Linked DNA regions of Mus musculus: regions 1, 2 and 3 are each linked to region 4. A link is a contact called in public HiChIP or PLAC-seq data. All regions are on one chromosome and are shown on one strand. The core of a region is the stretch at or near the end of the contact, and the rest is flanking DNA. Distances in the headings are between cores, read along the strand shown. Region 1 has its middle 330 kb from the start of Gm24212. Region 2 has its middle 280 kb from the start of Tox3. Region 3 has its middle 300 kb from the start of Tox3. Region 4 has its middle 70 kb from the start of Gm35850.

Region 1 (2,700 bases), core at 199-2,698, 670 kb before region 4:
GATTGGTTCACATAACTGGAATATTAAGCCTATATGTAATGGTTCAAATATGGCTGGGTCCAGGAGTTCATGCATCATTGCCTTCACAGTGTCCCATTGGTCACCTTCCTCTTTAATGGCCGCATTCTCTATCATGACAATATGTCACCAGCTTCAGGATGTTACCATCTCCTTGATAACCCTGGGGATGGGGAGAGAAACAGAGAGAGAGAGAGAGAGAAAGAGAGAGAGAAAGAAAGAGAGAGAGAGAAAGAGAGAGAGAGAGAGAGAGAGAGAGAGAGCGAGAGAGCAGCTCGGTCTTTGTGTTCTTTTCTGGTGTTATCATAGGCTGAGTGGCCATTTTATCATTTACATGTTAGGGGAGTTTTGAACATGTGAGTCACAAGGAAAAGGAACAAAAGAGCCATCTTACCTTAGAAAACCCGGAATGGATGGGATGCAGGTTCTTGCATCATACACACACACACACACACACACACACACACACACACACACACACACACGCACGTCTACACACTGGTAAGAGAGCTCTATACCAACATCAACCCTCTATGGCTATTTGGTTAACACAAAGAATGGATTAGTTCCTATAAATTTAACCCTACAGCTTTATCAAGAGCAAGAATTCTTAGCTCCACCAGGTATCCCTGAATACAGAGGGCTTCTTAGAATTACTCAGGGGAGGAACCTGCACCCTTAGTGATCCCCACAGAAAAGGCCAGGTGACCATCTTTGACCTTGCTGCACGTGGTGTGGCATCAGCCTCCACAGAGCCTTGCATTCTGCTGCTGTTCACAGAGCAATGTGTTTTGCTGGGGAATAAAAAAACTCATGTACACAGTTTGGCTTTCATCTTCAAACCAAGGCTTCAACTTTGAACTGTCATAGCGTGCCATGTCAGCGTCCCAAATCCAGTGTTTAACAGAGTCAGGGAAGAAAGAAAACATCCATTCCCCCAGAACATCATTTCTACTCTAAAACAAGAATGTGGGGTGTTTTTGTTTTCTTTTGTTGTTTTTTCTATTTGGGAGCAAATGGAAGCTCTCAGCAAGCAATGTCAATCTGACTTGAGAATTGCTATCAAGAACCTACATCTTGTCAACTGCTGCTCATACGGTTGGCTCTCTCGATTATTTGTGCACTGCCGTCTATATTGGGATCTCTTCTAAGGCTGCAGTCCTGTTTCATTCTGCCCTGCGCCTCCGGTACTGGGCGCAGAATATGGCACAGTTGGTGCTGAACATAAAAGACTGCCTTGAATTACGTGGCAGATGACTCCTGCTTCCTTCCGTTTTCGCTCTCTACTGTTAGTGTACATCATTGCGGCAGAAACAGCACTGTTTCTGCCTTCTGTGAGAGAACAGGCTGGGTGTAGGAGGAACAAACTACAGGTCAGCTAGGGAAGACGAACTTAAGACCGCTTTACGCCTAACTCCCGCACATGGCCACCAGAGAGCAGCAGAGGACATGTTGCTGGTGAGGACCATTTTGTCCAGCCTTTGTCTTCCCGGCTCTCAAATTCCCTCAATTTCCCCAGCTTTCATCCTTTTGTTAACTTTTGGCTTTTTATGGGAGCAAGTTTCAGTACAGGACAGTCTGGCTGGTTTTAGAACAAACAATTCTTCAATTTAAAACAATTCTTTTTCTGCCTGTTTAATGTGAATCCTCAGAAAATGCCCTCTCTTTTAGAAAATTAAGTCTTTTCTATCTATTTTAGGCTAGAGCTTTTGCTCCTGGGCACCTTTTCCGTGAGATCTTTAGCTGATCTCGCTCCAGCTGCCATTCATTCTGATTCAAAATCCAGTCTGGGGAAAAGCTCTCATTGGAAGGATAATTAAAGTAGCCGAACAAGTCCATCAGTACCGGCTAATCCCAGTAAGTCCAATTCAGCTTCTATAGATTGAGGGATAAAAGTGTTCTCCCATCAGGGCCGATCATGGCTGGACGGTAGCCCAGTCTAAGGAATCACTCAGTACCTAAACACAAGGTCATGGAGACCAAGTGTCTACATAAGTAAGATTCCGTTTGCTTCAGGTTGATCTAGTTGCAGGGTCAGGGGATAACTGCCAAACGACGACAAAGGTGCACATAGGCTGGGAGAGCCTACACCTGAAACCTTGCTTTCACTCTTAAGTTTACTTCAAATCATGGAAAGTCCCTCCAAGTTGACACGCAACTGAAAAGAGTCCTTTTAAGATGTCAATTTACCAATTGCTAATAAAATCTGTCAATCCTGCTTTGGGAGCCAGATCAATGAGCTAATTGTTTGGTGCTCAATCCTAACAACAGGATTCCAGATCCTAGCTCACAGGACAGGTGTGTCTGAAATCCCAGAGCTCCTACTGTGTGGTGGGAAGTGGGGAAAAAGAAACTCCCAAGATCTCCTACTGTGTGGTGGCTGGTGGGAACAAGAGAACAGCCTTCCACCCCCACCCTCACCCCCAGAAGCTCACAAGCCAGACATCCTTATACTGAGTGGTGAGCTGGAGACCTTGTCTCAAACAAGGTGGAAGGTGAGGGCCAGCATCTGAGGTTGTCCTCTGGTGTCTACCTGCTCACTGTGGCATGGGTTTTACACACACATACACACACACACACAATCACACACACACACACACACAATCACACACATTCACACACAATCACAAACACATTCACACACACACATACACAATCACACACACATTCATATACACATAC
Region 2 (2,700 bases), core at 96-2,595, 600 kb before region 4:
GAAAAGGACCAATGGTCAATGATGTAACGAGAATGTTGAGAACTTCCTACTCTTGATCACAGTAGTCAAAACAGACTTGTCCATGGCTTCCTAATTAAAAAAAAAGGCAAGGGAGAATGCCACTGTCTGGCTTTTGTTTTGTTTCATAAGATCTTATGCAAAGCCTTCAGTCTTTCCTGAGCACTATGCAAATCCCCAAACTCTGTAAGTCAGTTAGTGGACTTTAAGTAATTTTCACTGCTCTTGTGCATTCTGAGCTGTCCGTAAGAGCTAACCTTCACTTTAGGAAAAAAAAGTATCTTAAAGAAAAAGGTCTTTCACAAAACACCATTCCATTTCTGACCAACTTCTGATTAATTTACTTTCAAAAAGTGGTGGGCGGGTATAGGTTAACAGTGGTCCACATTGGCGCTTTTTTTTTTTTTTTACACATGTGGCAATCAATGAAAGGGAAAGAATATAAAATGTGTTTAATCATTTATTTTGTAAATTCCACTGTGTGTGTGTGTCAGTGTTTAGCGTGCAAATACCTTGGTTTGTTGTGAAAATGTGACATATTTGGCTCAAATTCAGAGCCCAACTAGCAAATGGATAGTGATTTCCATGTGTTTTGATGTATTTCTTTTCTTTAAATGCAAATACATTCCTATGTGCCTGTATATATGGAAATATGTGCATGCATGCACACACACACACTTATGATAGTTAATCATGAGACATTTCATTCTTGAACCTCCTTTTTTTTTCCACCTTAAACCAGGTTTACTTAACATCTTCAGTTTAAACATTGGTTTTACCAGGAGAACACAGAGAGGCAGAGAGTTAAAAAAACAGTTGCATCGTTCCCACAGTGGCCTTTAAAGCTCTTATCTAGAGCTGACCCCATTGGCTGAAACCGGCTTCTCTTGTGCATTGTACTAGATTCGGTGTGTCACCTGTCTCTTGTTTGTCTGTAGATTAGCACAGAAATGTCATTGCTTACTAAGTGAATAGGGCACAGCCTCAGCACCTGCCACTTTTAAAACTCTTTAGAGGATCCCCTTGTTTATTTTGTCGGCACCCCCCGGGGGGGGGGCACCGCCATAGCTGCATTGAGATAAACAATACTGGGGATGATTAAGGAGGCTTTTCACATGAAAATTCACTTCGGAAAAATGTTGTGCAGATGTACTGAAGAACACTGTATCACTAAGAACCACTCAAAATACTTTGGTGGACCAAAACACCTTTATATTTCTTCTGGCAACCTGCCAAGTTCACTGCTGGCTTGAAAAGAATTCTATAGCTGGAGGCTGGAGCAGAAACTGCAATGATTTAAACGAGAATTGGCTACAGTAGGAACGATAATGCCCTATATCGTTAAAATGCAACTGGCATCTTAGCCTCCCTGCAGCTCTTTGAAAATGTGCTTACTCTCTGACTATTTACAAGGGGAAAAAAATGCCGAGACAATTGAAATAACAGGAAATAAAAATTATTGTAAAGGGCCAAAGAGTATTTGTCAAATGATTTATCAGGAGTGCTTATAAAATAATAGCATGTTCTCAACTACTAAATGATTAAGAAATCCTTGAAGAAATTCTGCTCATTAGGAAACTCACCCAGAACACACAAAAACCATTTTCATGATGCCCTACATTAATTAATGGGGACTGTAAACACGAAAAAACGTTCACTTAACATGACTGGTTTCCCTTAGTGTTTAACAGAAACAAAGACAGGGAATTACTTATGTTTTTCTGGGTGATTTGGGCGGAACGATGATTTGGTCTGGCAAGCTAAGGAGAAATCAAAGAATCCAAGAGCTAAACAAAAGAGAATCTCCTGAATGTTTGCACAAAATAGCCACACCTACAGACCTAGACATATACAACAGTCCCTTATTCCTTTCTTATGTGGAAATGACTAAAATTCTTCTTTCAGTGCAGATGAGTATCTCCCCATTTAAATTTGCTCTTATGAGATGTCAATGGGGACGTCAAGAACAATTTGCTACAAAGCTCAGCATGGGAACCGTGGAGAGGAAGGACTCGATTTTGCTCACCAACCCCTTATCACATGCCAAAATTTAAATAAATCATGCTGGTATCCGACCTTAAAGGCTTGATGCAAGTAGTGGAGAAATAACAGCTGCCTACATCTGTAATATTGGCTTAGGTTTTAAAAAAATGGAAAAAAAAAAGAGGGTCATGTAAGGGAACTAAGAACAGTTGGGGCACCATGGAGACACTTTCTTAAAACTGTCCAATCACACACAATCTGGGGAGTAGGGACTTTAATGTGTATAACCCAAACCCAAACCCAACATTTCCATTTTCAGAAGCCACACCATCGTCATCATTAGATCATTTTAAAACAAAACAAACAAACAAACAAACAAAAACCAAACCAAACAAAACAAAACAAAACAAAAGGTCTCCATTGCACCTGGCACTATTTAGAGACTTCTTCTTTCCACATTGCTTGTGAAACATGAACTTGGGATGGTCTCTACGAAGGCCCCACAATTTCTATAATTAAAAATGGCTATTAGCACATATTAATAATGCATATGTATACGTTTCATTGTGGCGTTTTTATCCACGTAGATAATATATCTCTATCACACTCACACTCTGGCTAGCTCTTGTCCCCCTCCTCCCTTTGGTAATTCCTTTCTTCTTAAGCAGCCCTCCTTCTATTTTGGTGACTTCGGGGGTG
Region 3 (2,700 bases), core at 168-2,667, 620 kb before region 4:
TACATGGGCATATCTTTTCCTTCATCACAGTGGCTTAGATCGCGTGTGAACTTGGTGCTTGGTGCTATGGGAAAGGGGTAAAAACTTTTAACAGATGGGACCTAGTAAGGTATTTTAGGCCACCTGCAGTGTGTGTCCTTGAATAGGATTGTGGGGCTTGGGTCTCTTTCTCATTCTCATACCTGGGACCTCTTGGGCTGCAAAATTAAGTCTGTGGCAGGAGACCCAAAGCAATGTGGCTAAACGGTCATGGATAGAAGGCACAAGGGTGTGTGAACCCAGATTAATTTCTTTCTTTATAAGACAGCTTATCTTAGATATCTGTGTGTGAAGTACATATCCATGCTCAAGAAGTGAAAACCGTCTCCGTAGTGACAAAGTAAACATCTTACTGATAGGAATACATTGGAGACTCTAATCTACTTGTATCTGAATATTGTTGGAAATTGTGAGCGAAACATGGGTGCACTTTTATATAGCACTCTATTTCTTCTTAAAGGTAGAGACTGTGGAGTTCTGAATAGAGATATTTGGGTTCATGTACTCTGCTTAGTGAAGCAATTTTCAAACACTAAAACTGTCATCATTTCAGCATAGCAGGGTTCCTGATCAGTGTAACCTATTACTATCATTATTTTATAAATGTTTTATAATATTTCCTGAAGATGACCATCGTCAAGAAGAAGAAACATCTGCTCGGTACTAAAGTTGTCTGAGAATGCTTCACATTCTTCACTTAGTTTGATGGAAAAAGAGAAGAATGCATAGGGCTTAATCTTCACTCACTTACCTTAATCTTCTTACTAAAATCAAGATTGACTGGACTCTAGACCAGACCTACACATAAGAGAGTGGCAGCCATAAAACTCTAGAAGGTTTATTCCAAGAGGTGGAAAAGTCTCTGCTCGGTTCAAAACTCAGCTGCTCATCTAATGGCTAAGCAGGTTAGAAGAAGGCAACTTCGGAAGAACTTTCTGGTTGTCTGAATCGATTCAACCTTTCAAAATGACTCCTGAGGTTCTATCTTGTTTTGAGAGCTTATAATATCAAGGAGCTAGTACTCATCCAATGGTCCCAGAGATTTCAAGAAAACCGCAGGCATCTGGGCCAAACTTTTTAGGTATAACCATGGGGAAGGCATTTGGATAGATAATAGCTACAGGTAGAAAATAATAGGGGTAGCCAAACTCCAGTTGTGAGCTATCCTGGTTAAACTCCCCTTTGACATGCCTTTTTACTCAATCTCTCTATTTAGAACTCCATTACCCTGTGTTTAAAACAAAGGCAGCCCATTGAAAACAAGCTGTAATTGCAGTCTTTCAGCAAAACAGCATTTACCAGAACACGCCTTTCAGAACGGCACAATGTATCACCCCCATGGTGCATGGCACACAATTACATCCGTCACTGCTCTAACGGGATGTTCCATGTCAGCAAAGACTCATCAGCCCTGAAGTTATGAAACATGAATGCCTCGCTACCAGACGTTAGAACAAGCTCCCAAAATAAAACTAAAGATTAGCTTATCTCTCACTCGGAATTGGAGCTACACTGGGGAGAAACACTAATCCTTGTTTTAGAAAAGTAGTGATGTATTTCATTTATTGACAGGACGGTGATTGCCTGAAATATTTCTCATTACTCCGAGATCTCAAATGAGGAAATCACTACCAGGTAAACCAAGGTTAAACCTACAGCTCTGTGTGTGTATTTTTAACAAATCGGTGGCAGCGGAGGGGGGGTTTGTGTGTGCGGGGGTGGGGAGAGGTATGGGGGGGATGATAATAATAAAATAAACAATGACCATCATTAGCAGAGAATTATTAATTCAAAAAATTTTAGAGTATTTATTCTGATAAGTGACTTGGTCATCACTGATATTAAATTAGGTTTCAGAAAATGAATATTTCATTTTTAAGATTCTGTTGCTTGGAGACTCAGAAAGAGAGGGCTGGCAGCGCCTGAGACAGGAGAGAGGTTGTGAGGGCGCAATGTTCCCTTGCTCCTGGAAACTGCGGTGAATGCTTAGGAAACATGACAGAAGAGGCATAAAAGTGACAGTGGTCCAAATGGGTTCATTAGAGATACCGGGATGTGTGTCATTGCTTCCATGCTCAGGAATCCACTCTCCACCATTAACCTGGCATTACTCACACCTAAACCAGGGCAGATAGATCCATCCAACCAATGTTTTAACATACAAGAGGCAGAGAACAAAAGAAAAGCAGCATCAATAGCAAAGTGTGTATGTCCCAAGGAGGGATGGCCAGCAACAGCCGTGTAGAAACTCATGTCATCACGTCAGCAGGCTCCTCACCTCTCTGCCTATGTGTTTTAATCAGAATCACAACATTGAGCACTCTCTCCTTTCTCCATCCCTGAAGGTAGACTAGCTCGAAGATCTCTTACCTTTTGGGAATAGAGGTGCTTAAGGAGTTCCAAAATCTGTAACAATAGTACCATCAAAACTTTACCTGTGCTCAAGATTAAGCTAAAGTTCACTTTCCCCAGACGCCCTTATAAATCATGGTAGCCATCTGACTATGTTTGGATGGAGGAGATGAAGCCAGAAGCTGAGTGTGTAACTAAAAGATTTTGATTTTTACCTGTCTCTCTCTCTCTGTGTGTGTGTGTGTGTGTGTGTGTGTGTGGTTCCTGTTCACTTCCCCCTTTACCCTTCCTGCAGGTTGGGGTGTGAAT
Region 4 (2,778 bases), core at 151-2,650:
AAATGTATTAGATGTGTTGGATCACAGAGAATGTGTGTCCGTGAAGCCCAGAGCTGTTGAATCTGTATGCATTTTGCCTACTAATATTGCTTGCCCTTTCCAAATACAAAAGGCCTCCACACTGGCTTGGTATCTGAGTCACTTTAATAACACTACAGTCGGAACGTGCTCTGGGAGTCTTTGGTAGGAAACCGGAGATCCTTTCTAAAACCTTTCCATGGGATTGGTTTTCCATGATTTTTTTTTCTTTTCCAAAACTATGCAGGAGAAGCAGAAGACAGGGTCCAGGAAAGGAGTTGATGGACAGAATGGTTTTGGGAATCACTCTTCATGACCCACCACAAACTGTAAGCAAAGGCACATACAATTATATTTATACACACACACACACACACACACACACACACACACACACACACACACATATATTACCTTGAGTAACAACACCCTGAGAACTGGATGAGGGGATTTATTTTTTCAGTTGTCCTCTATGATGCTATGATGGCTGCTGGAACGTGGATGACTCAAGGAACAGGCCGTTCTGCACAAATATGGCTTGCTTTTTTTTGTTTTGTTTTGTTTTTTGTTTTTGTTTGTTTTATCTTGTTTGTGTTGATGTTGCTGTTTGCAGATAGATAGGGCTGCTTCCAGATACCAGGGGGAGAAATAGAGCACAGACAGGGTTACATCAGCCTTACTGTTCTTCCTTCATAAAAAGAAAACTGAAATTTATTTCGTTGTAGAAGTATAACAAATGTCTTTCTTCAAATCTCCTTTTTTTTTTTCAACGCAGATTTTCAATTGAGGAAGATTATTATTTGGGGCGGGGGCGGGGGCTACCTTTGGCAACATCTTTGCTCCAGGTTTGGAAAAAAAGAAAAAGAAAACGGGGGTGGGGGTGGGGGGAATCCCTCAGCAAGAGGATTACTGCCGAGCTTTATTGCCCTGTCACAACGCCAGGTACTCTGAGTTCAAAACAAAAGGTAATGTGATTGGAGGGAGGGGCTGGCTGCTCCACACCCTCTCTCTGCTGTAATGCAGAATGTTGAAGAAGTCTGTTTCTTTGTGCCTTGGTTTCCCCGACTGCAGAAGGAGGGCTTTGAGCTAGATTACCCTTAAGGCCCCCAAAGCTCAAAGAAACCTGAAGCTCAGATCTGACCGTGTGCCTGCCCGCCTGCATTCCAAGCAAACACGCTTGCTCCTCCGAACGGCTGTTTCCCCCATACTCCTAATTGACGATATTTTATACCTGAACTTACAATTTCATCACTTTACCTACCCCATACCATTTAAGGTCTCTCCTTTTTGCTTTGAAGTTCAAAGAAAGAGAAGACTTTGTATAATGAGGATGGCCCCTTTGAAATGCTCCCTGCGCAGCTGCAGGCTGGCAGATTCCGCACTGAACGAGGAAGCCATTGTGATGCAGATGGACTTCGAAGTGCCTCTGCAGCAAGAGCATTTCCACGGGCCTTTACTGTATTTCTTCTATTATTCATAGAACACAATGTAAATGAAGCCATAAATTTTACCCCCCACACTAGATGTAGAAAGAAGATAATGGAAATTGTGAATTATGAATGAATCTCTGTTATTGTAATTCCTTAAGGATTCTGACGGAGATGATTAAATTCATGCAAAGACACAGACTGGAAACTTTCCCGCCTGCGTCCTCACTAATGCTTCTTGGAACCTCACAAGGAAGGGACAGACTAGAGAAGGTCTTAGTTGCCCATTTACCTGCCAAATGATCTCACAGATGATCTACCTAAGCTTGGATGGATTAAATAGTCTCTCTTCCTATCAGAAGGGAAGAATGGGGCTAGATCAGTGTCTCTCAAGTATCCAAGCCTGTCACTTGGGAGCCCAGGAAGAAAACCTACCCTGAGTCCTACAAATTTATTTTTTTTTTTTCAGGAAACTGGAGAAAGAAGAAGCCACAGGAAGGGGGAGGGGAGATGTCTTTCTCAAGAAGATGAACTCCATGTTTAATGAGTTCAATGATACAGACTGTTTTGGTTTTTTTTTTTTTCTTCTAAATTTGTTTTGATAACAAGAATTCTGGTCAATGGCTCTCTCGACCATGGTACACCGTCCTTCTAAATAATGACAGCAGACTGGTTTGGATAACGACACAAAGTGATTAGCAGCACTTCACTGGAGTGAGACCAAGCCTCTGGAAAATCTCAGCCTCAATCCACTTTCATCCTGTACCAGGCTTTCTGAAGGTTAGAGCCCCCCCCCCAAAAAAAAAGGAGATAGGAGATGATATTTAACAGTTCAAGCATCGTTCGGAAAGAGTTCTCTTCTGCAAAACCCCAAAATAGACTTTTGACATTTTTATACAAGGAATATGCATGAAGAGATGAAGCTGTGGGCACAAGCAGACTTCGGTTCGGAAGCGACTTCTACTCTCAGACATAAAAATCATTTAAAATGTAGGTGTGATTACACAAGGTAGGAGTGAAAGATGTTAACATTCGCCGCAACCTAGCAGATGCAGGGTGACCTGGGAGCATCCAGTCTGTACCTCAACATCCTTCTCTGTGAAACATCTGGACCAGCTGGTCTTCAAGGCAGCTGAGATTTAGTCTTTACCCGTGTTCTTGTGTTCCCATGGATGAAATTTGGACAGTGAGGTGACGTAGGGGCTAAGACACCATCCTGGGTTAAAGACTTGGGAAGTTCCCACAGAGAGGTAATGCAGGCTTTCTACAAAGAGTTGGGTCAGGAAACATAGTCAAGGCCACTGAGCTGCTGGCCAAAGGGATAGCCTTTGCT

The links. HiChIP or PLAC-seq counts read pairs in DNA pulled down with a chosen protein or histone mark.
Region 1: an H3K27ac HiChIP or PLAC-seq map of embryonic stem cells shows a contact between it and region 4, with 8 times the contacts expected there. The contact joins two enhancer-like sites. A contact is called at or near these places in 1 of 39 promoter capture datasets (hippocampal neurons), 18 of 484 Hi-C or Micro-C datasets (DN2 thymocytes, the Patski cell line, the STO cell line and 12 more), 11 of 115 datasets of contacts at active chromatin or transcription factors (craniofacial prominence, differentiating embryonic stem cells, embryonic basal ganglia and 6 more) and 1 of 9 other capture datasets (embryonic stem cells).
Region 2: an H3K4me3 HiChIP or PLAC-seq map of embryonic basal ganglia shows a contact between it and region 4, with 5 times the contacts expected there. The contact joins two enhancer-like sites. A contact is called at or near these places in 7 of 115 datasets of contacts at active chromatin or transcription factors (cardiomyocytes, embryonic basal ganglia, embryonic forebrain and 2 more) and 1 of 9 other capture datasets (embryonic stem cells).
Region 3: an H3K27ac HiChIP or PLAC-seq map of SST interneurons shows a contact between it and region 4, with 8 times the contacts expected there. The contact joins two enhancer-like sites. A contact is called at or near these places in 5 of 115 datasets of contacts at active chromatin or transcription factors (SST interneurons, differentiating embryonic stem cells, embryonic basal ganglia and 2 more) and 1 of 9 other capture datasets (embryonic stem cells).

Annotation. Positions count from the first base shown.
Region 1 is chr8:89,999,648-90,002,347 of GRCm38.p6, forward strand. No RefSeq gene overlaps it. Among named protein-coding and RNA genes, the nearest start is that of Gm24212, 330 kb to the left of the region's middle. Within about 2 kb of position 1,449, at least 8 of the 459 cell types and tissues checked have an H3K27ac peak or open chromatin away from gene starts, as enhancers often do. A contact at or near this core is called in brain, where this site is marked.
Region 2 is chr8:90,068,571-90,071,270 of GRCm38.p6, forward strand. No RefSeq gene overlaps it. Among named protein-coding and RNA genes, the nearest start is that of Tox3, 280 kb to the right of the region's middle. Within about 2 kb of position 1,346, at least 23 of the 459 cell types and tissues checked have an H3K27ac peak or open chromatin away from gene starts, as enhancers often do. A contact at or near this core is called in embryonic basal ganglia and embryonic forebrain, where this site is marked.
Region 3 is chr8:90,045,529-90,048,228 of GRCm38.p6, forward strand. No RefSeq gene overlaps it. Among named protein-coding and RNA genes, the nearest start is that of Tox3, 300 kb to the right of the region's middle. Within about 2 kb of position 1,418, at least 8 of the 459 cell types and tissues checked have an H3K27ac peak or open chromatin away from gene starts, as enhancers often do. A contact at or near this core is called in SST interneurons, where this site is marked.
Region 4 is chr8:90,669,556-90,672,333 of GRCm38.p6, forward strand. No RefSeq gene overlaps it. Among named protein-coding and RNA genes, the nearest start is that of Gm35850, 70 kb to the right of the region's middle. Within about 2 kb of position 1,401, at least 48 of the 459 cell types and tissues checked have an H3K27ac peak or open chromatin away from gene starts, as enhancers often do. A contact at or near this core is called in SST interneurons, brain, embryonic basal ganglia and 1 more, where this site is marked.